Linked DNA regions of Mus musculus: region 1 is linked to region 2. The links are chromatin contacts, called in public Hi-C maps. All regions are on one chromosome and are shown on one strand. Each heading gives the region's core, a stretch centred on a gene start, on an enhancer-like site or on the middle of the called end of the contact. The rest is flanking DNA. Distances are from core to core; before and after follow the strand shown.

Evidence for each region. Hi-C and Micro-C count contacts between places; a contact is called where the count stands out from the background.
Region 1: a contact with region 2 is called in a Hi-C map of cerebellum, with 2.3 times the contacts expected there. The contact joins the enhancer-like site here to the promoter of Zic2 in region 2. A contact is called at or near these places in 4 of 39 promoter capture datasets (all in embryonic stem cells), 4 of 484 Hi-C or Micro-C datasets (the HL-1 cell line, cerebellum and embryonic stem cells), 14 of 115 datasets of contacts at active chromatin or transcription factors (embryonic stem cells, epiblast stem cells, neural progenitor cells and 1 more) and 2 of 9 other capture datasets (liver and pancreatic islet).

Annotation. Positions count from the first base shown.
Region 1 is chr14:122,337,285-122,340,331 of GRCm38.p6, forward strand. All of the region lies in intron 2 of Clybl (citrate lyase beta like), which reads left to right. Among named protein-coding and RNA genes, the nearest start is that of Gm25464, 49 kb to the right of the region's middle. Within about 2 kb of position 1,592, at least 16 of the 459 cell types and tissues checked have an H3K27ac peak or open chromatin away from gene starts, as enhancers often do. A contact at or near this core is called in cerebellum, where this site is marked.
Region 2 is chr14:122,473,864-122,477,023 of GRCm38.p6, forward strand. Zic2 (zinc finger protein of the cerebellum 2) reads left to right here and starts at 1,521. Exons shown (of 3, transcript NM_009574.3): 1 at 1,521-2,884. The coding sequence starts at 1,813. It overlaps 2610035F20Rik (RIKEN cDNA 2610035F20 gene), which reads right to left and starts at 1,336. Exons shown (of 5, transcript NR_045046.1): 1 at 1,040-1,336; 2 at 585-739.

The sequences.
Region 1 (3,047 bases), core at 342-2,841, 140 kb before region 2:
CATTTATCTTGGCCAACATGAGAAGTCAGGGAAGACATGCCAGTCTGCCATGCCATCACACAAGAGCTTTGGGGGAGAAAATGTGAGGCCAGATGAAGCCACCAAGCCAACTTGGCTTCAGGAAGTGGGGCCCTTGTCCTAGTCATCCAGACATGTAAGTTCAGGTTTCTCAAGGACATTCCAGGTCTTCCTGGCAAGTGACACTGTCTGTTCTATGCTGGAGTAACGGCCTCGCTGCACAGAAGTAACACTGTTAGGAAAGGCACACCAGGTAGGTAGACAGCCGTTCTGCTCTATGAGTCATCAAATAAGGATTGAACAGCCACCACGTGGCAACAAGCGGCTGTCACTGCAGTTATCTGGGGTGTAAGCAACCTAAGTGTTGGACCCCCTCTTGAAGATCTCATGGCTGGTGCAATAGACGCTGAGCCAGTTGTGCACCCAGATGTACACGCAGTAGTCAGTTTATAATAGTGATGAGAACACACAGTGCGAAACGCAACGAAGACAGAAAACAGGACTCCTGCTAGAAAATCATTCTGTGTACCTGACAATTGAGCAAAGGTCTGGGGGGAAGTGGGGGGGATGGGTTCTAGAGGGATGGGAGGGAGATTCGAAGGCCCAGGGGCTGAGAAGAGCTTTAGAAAGATGTGTGCTCAGGGACATCAGAGACACAGGAGGAAGGCAGGAGCTGGGAGAGTAGAGCTGAGAGCCACATAATAAGGGCTTTTGGATGTATTCTAAGATGGTGCAGAGTAGCAGACTTACATAGCATAAAAATACCATTCTGAACCAAGCGTAATGTTCATTGTACACACTTGTGATCTCTGCATTTGGGAACAAGAGGGGCTGGGAGTTTCAGGTCAGTGTTTGCTACATAGCAAAACTGTCTCCCCCCCCCCCCAAAAAAAAAGCCATATTAAAGGCAGGTTAGAGTTGGCCAAGAGTGGACAGGCGAGCCATGTGCAGACTGTCACTATGGTCAGAAAGGAAAGAGGCGGGGAAAGGGTGATGTGTGCCACACAAGGAAAACTTCCTCTCTTTCCTCCAAATCTACTTCTCTATGTCTGCTGTGGGCAACATTTTTTTTTCCTTTGAAGGCCTTTATAGTATCCTCTGTAAATTTCTACTTCCTGTCTTCATGGGCAAGTTCTTCAGAGAAACAGACACCCACAATTCTATGCCCAATGAAAAAGTTCGGAAGAGCCATGCTTCAACTCTGGAAGGGACACATTGTCCTCCATGAATACAGTAGGACCTCTAGGATCCCCACATTGAGAGCCATTAGAACCCCTAAAGTGACCCAATTTCCATCAATCTCAGAGCCATCCGAGCAAGGTCACATTGCTATGACTCCCTCCTGGCGATCGTCGTGAAAACAGATGCAAGTCCTGCTGCGGTACACAAGTCCACTTTGGGAACTAGAGGGTCAAGTGCCCATTATCCAGGTAAGCAGTCTCTCCCTGGGAGACCAAAAATGCATGTCAACATGCCAAGTAGAGGAAGCCAGAGCCACCAGGGCCACCTGGGAAGGGAGGCCTCAGCCAGGCAGTACTAATAAAACCAGACAATACCACAGTGTTGGCGAGATCCAGCCAGGAGCTGGGCAAGGACGAGGGTGGGAGGAAGGGCCTGCCTTCCTCCAAAATCAATGTCCCTGTTAACTTGGGCAGAAGAAAATCTGACAGCTCTGGAAACCTGCCCATCTGAGGCAAAAGAGGAAGCCGAGAAGCAATTGGAGCCAGAGGAAGACTAGAAATGGCAGGCGAAATTAGCTGCCTGTTGGGAACCCAGGGCACAAGCTCTCCATTCTGTTTTCAAGATAGGCCTGATAGCCCTGGGCACAGGTGCCATGCTCCATCCCCACATGGCCTTCCAGCTGCCCTTTGAAGCAGGCTGCCCCTTGGGGTCCAGTCAGAGCTGTTTTTTAAACATCCATGGAAAAGACAGGCCCTCAGCTCCAGACCCAGGTCTCCAAGGGGCTGTTACATTTTGTTATCTGGGATATATCTGAGAGGCCACAGGCCTCACTGAAGCCTTCAGAGAAACAGAAGTGCCACGAGATGACTCTAGAGGAGAATCACCTTTTTAGTGACAAGGTGGTGGTGTCCTACTGACCGATGGGTCTTTCAAACCTCTGGGAAAGAGAGAGTGGTGTGAGTCCACTCTCCAATTATACTCCACTTTCTATTCCTAATTCCAGTCACTCTGAAAACCAAAACGTATGTAGTGGGTTTAACAGCTGACCAGGAAACTCAAGCCAAAGCTTGTGTCCCCGACCGTGTGATATGATCAGTCCTGCATTTTGGGGAGGGAAGGCATGAAAGCGATTCCAGATACCATGTGAAAGTCCATACCATTATGGCTTCCGAAGCCCCAGGATTTGCTGTTGTGTTGTTATGGGTTTGAGGAGAACTTATGTCTATTAGAGAAGCCACAGATGACCAGAGAGAGCCCTTTGCACTGTAATAATTCATAGACAACATGTAGAGGTTTGGGGTTACAGAATTGTAGAAATTCACTTTTCTTGTGGTTTTAAGTACAGATTTTAGTTGGAAATACTATGTTGTTAAAAAAAAAAAAAAAAAAAAAAGACCTGAGCTTGTGGCTTTGCATAAAGCCCAGTGATAGCATGTTCCTCAGAATAGTTTTGGGTATCCTGGAACTTGGGTGTCCAGCTGGCCTCAATCTTAGACCCACCTGCCTCTGCCTCCCAAATGCTGGGATTAAAGTTGAACACTGTTGTGCCTAGTATTTGTGAGCAAGTCTTGTCTTAAAAGAGTGATTGCTACACATACTTCTGGCTTTCAGATGCCATGTCCCATGAACTACCTATTCAAGGAGGGATCAGGGGTGTGACTCAAAAGAGGACCCCCCCTCCCCTGTCCTCAGCACAACTGCTGTGAATGGTTAAAGGGTAAGTGATGTAAGCCACTTGATTGGGGTGGTACTTCTGAGGACGATGACAGCCTTGCAGGTCAGAGAGATGAGGAGGGTCCTGGTGAGCGCTAAAGCTGTAACATTGAATCCTAAAATCATCTCAGCTC
Region 2 (3,160 bases), core at 271-2,770:
CAGGAAAAGTCTCTTCGCTCCCTCAGGGTCTCGGGCTTGGTGACTCTATAGCTAAGGGTGCTTTGGACTAGAGTTCCCGGATTTTTCGGTGTACTTTGGTAGTGGATGCAATCTCTGGGGAGTTGGTGGCCTCTGACAAAGTATACGGGAGCAGGATCGGGCGGAAGGGGACAAGACCCATAGACCTGGCACCGCGTTAGGCTCGCAGCTGAACTCTTGAATTAGCCGGCTGGTGACGGGAGCCACAGAGCCAGACGCGCGAACGAAACCCTGCATGCTGGCAGGCCCAGTCTATGGGTGCGTTGGGCCGCTGCTGCAGCTGCACAACCCAAGCGGGGCTCAGGGAAGGTGGGGCGGGCTGGGCGAAGGATTGACGAGGCCGTGATGGCCAATAGCGGTTTCTGGAGGGCGGGATGGGCGGGAGTCCCCGTTAAAGGGGCGGTGTGACCAGGAGGCCGAGCCTTGGATAAGGAGGGAGGGATACCCGGGCGGGAGACCCGGCGGGTACGCGGGGGAGGGGAGAGGAAAAGGAGGGGACAAAAAATAAAAAAATAAAAGGCTGCTGCTGCGGCCTCAGCGCCCACCGAAATAAACAGAGGCGGTGGCGAAGGCTGCCCACTGCAGCCGCGAGAGAGGAAGAACTCGTGTTGGCCTCCTAGCATTTGCTTGTGCCGAGGACTTCGCTCTGTCCTCGCTGATGCGAGCACTCATTCCCGGACTAGCGCCCAGAACAGATCGGCTGGAGGAAGGGGGAGAACCAGAGAACACTTTTTTATTGTTGTTATTGTTTTTCAGACTAGCCTCACCCTGCTCCCCTCCCCCTCCTCGCCTTCTCCCCTCCCACAGTCCCCCCCTCCCCTGCTCCTCCCCCTCCCTCCTCCTCCAGCCCAACTTAAAGAAAGAGGGGACGACGCGCCCGTTTCCTTCATCTAGGGGAATTCGTGACCGCTGCAAGTTTACTACTCCGGGCGTCGCCAATGCCAAGCTCGGAGGGCCAAGAGGGCTAAACCCCCGCAGCAACCGCGAAGCCGAACAATACCGGCAGCGCTCTGGGCGGCGTGAGCAAGGCCTCGGGGGAGGGAGCGGCCACCCGAGAGCGCCGTGGACTCGACGCCTAGCCTCCTCCTCCCGGCTGCCCAGCGCCCCTGCGGAGATCAGGTGGAGCGGCGGGTGCGCCAGGCTCTGGGGCTGGCGGAGCTTGTTGCTGTCCGCTCCCTGCCAGCTTGTGTGCGCACAGCCACTGCCCTAGGGCACTGTGGCCCCGCAGCCGCGTTGACTTCATTCGGCGGATGCCGCTGATCTCAGCCAGGCTCCTGGTCCGCCGGCAGTACAAGGCAGCTAGCGAGTGAGTGCGTGCGTGCGTGCGCGCGCGGGGGCGCGCAGGGGTGGGGGCCGCGGCGCTGAGCTCGCCCTCCGGCGGCCCCCCTCTCCTCCGCTCCCCACACCTCCCTCCGCTCCCTCCTCCCGCCCGCCCTCCCCTGCCCTGCCCGCCCGCCCCCGCCGCAGCTCCTTTAATACACTTTGGTTCTCCGCCTGGCTTTGGACTCTTCTCCTCCTCCACCTCCTCCTCCCGCGCCTCCTCCGCCGCCGCCTCCTCTTCCTCTCCGCGCCTTCGCTCGGTGCCCGGCCGCCTGAGGCAGATACAGGCGGCGGCGGCGGGCGCACCAGCCCGGCTCCCGAGACTGCAGTCGCCAGTATTTCCACCGCCGGTTCACGGAGCCGGGCGTCCAGAGGACGCGCCTCGCCGATCCGAAGAGGAAATCCAGGCGGCGGGGTTCACCGGCGCCGGCGGGGCGGCCGGGCGCGCTGGCCATGCTTCTGGACGCGGGGCCGCAGTTCCCGGCCATCGGGGTGGGCAGCTTCGCGCGCCACCACCACCACTCGGCCGCGGCAGCGGCGGCTGCGGCGGCCGAGATGCAGGACCGCGAGCTGAGCCTGGCGGCAGCTCAGAACGGCTTCGTGGACTCGGCCGCGGCGCACATGGGCGCCTTCAAGCTCAACCCCGGGGCACACGAACTGTCTCCTGGTCAGAGTTCGGCGTTCACGTCGCAAGGTCCGGGTGCTTACCCGGGTTCGGCTGCTGCAGCCGCTGCGGCCGCGGCTCTAGGGCCCCACGCCGCACACGTTGGCTCCTATTCGGGGCCTCCCTTTAATTCCACCCGGGACTTCCTGTTCCGCAGCCGGGGCTTCGGGGACTCGGCGCCGGGAGGCGGGCAGCACGGGCTCTTCGGACCCGGCGCCGGCGGCCTTCACCACGCGCACTCGGACGCGCAGGGCCACCTTCTTTTCCCTGGCCTCCCGGAGCAGCACGGGCCGCACGCCTCGCAGAACGTGCTCAATGGGCAAATGCGCCTAGGGCTGCCGGGCGAGGTGTTCGGGCGCTCGGAGCAATACCGCCAAGTGGCCAGCCCGCGGACCGACCCCTACTCGGCGGCGCAGCTCCACAACCAGTACGGCCCTATGAATATGAACATGGGGATGAACATGGCAGCGGCCGCAGCCCACCACCACCATCACCACCACCACCCTGGTGCCTTTTTCCGCTACATGCGGCAGCAGTGCATCAAGCAAGAGCTCATCTGCAAGTGGATCGACCCGGAGCAGCTAAGCAATCCCAAGAAAAGCTGCAACAAAACTTTCAGCACCATGCACGAGCTGGTGACCCACGTCTCTGTGGAGCACGTCGGCGGCCCGGAACAGAGCAACCACGTCTGCTTCTGGGAGGAGTGTCCACGCGAGGGCAAACCCTTTAAGGCCAAATACAAACTGGTCAACCACATCCGCGTGCACACTGGCGAGAAGCCCTTCCCCTGTCCTTTCCCGGGCTGTGGCAAGGTCTTCGCACGCTCCGAGAACCTCAAGATCCACAAAAGAACTCATACAGGTAATCGTGGGTCAGCAGTGGGAAGAGGCACCTCGAGGAGAAATAAATGCACAGACTGAGCGTGTGTGTGTGTGTGTGTGTGTGTGTGTGTGTGTGTTCGTACGCGTTGGGGAATGACCATCAGCCAGGGACCTGGAATGGGAGAGCGCAGGACAGCCAGGGCTTGTTTTTGTTGGAGGATGGTAAGAGTATTATTAGACTGGGATTTTTCCATGTGCGGAAATTGAACTTTTAAACGATCAGCGTAATACCAAATATATGCTTGGAGTGATGCGA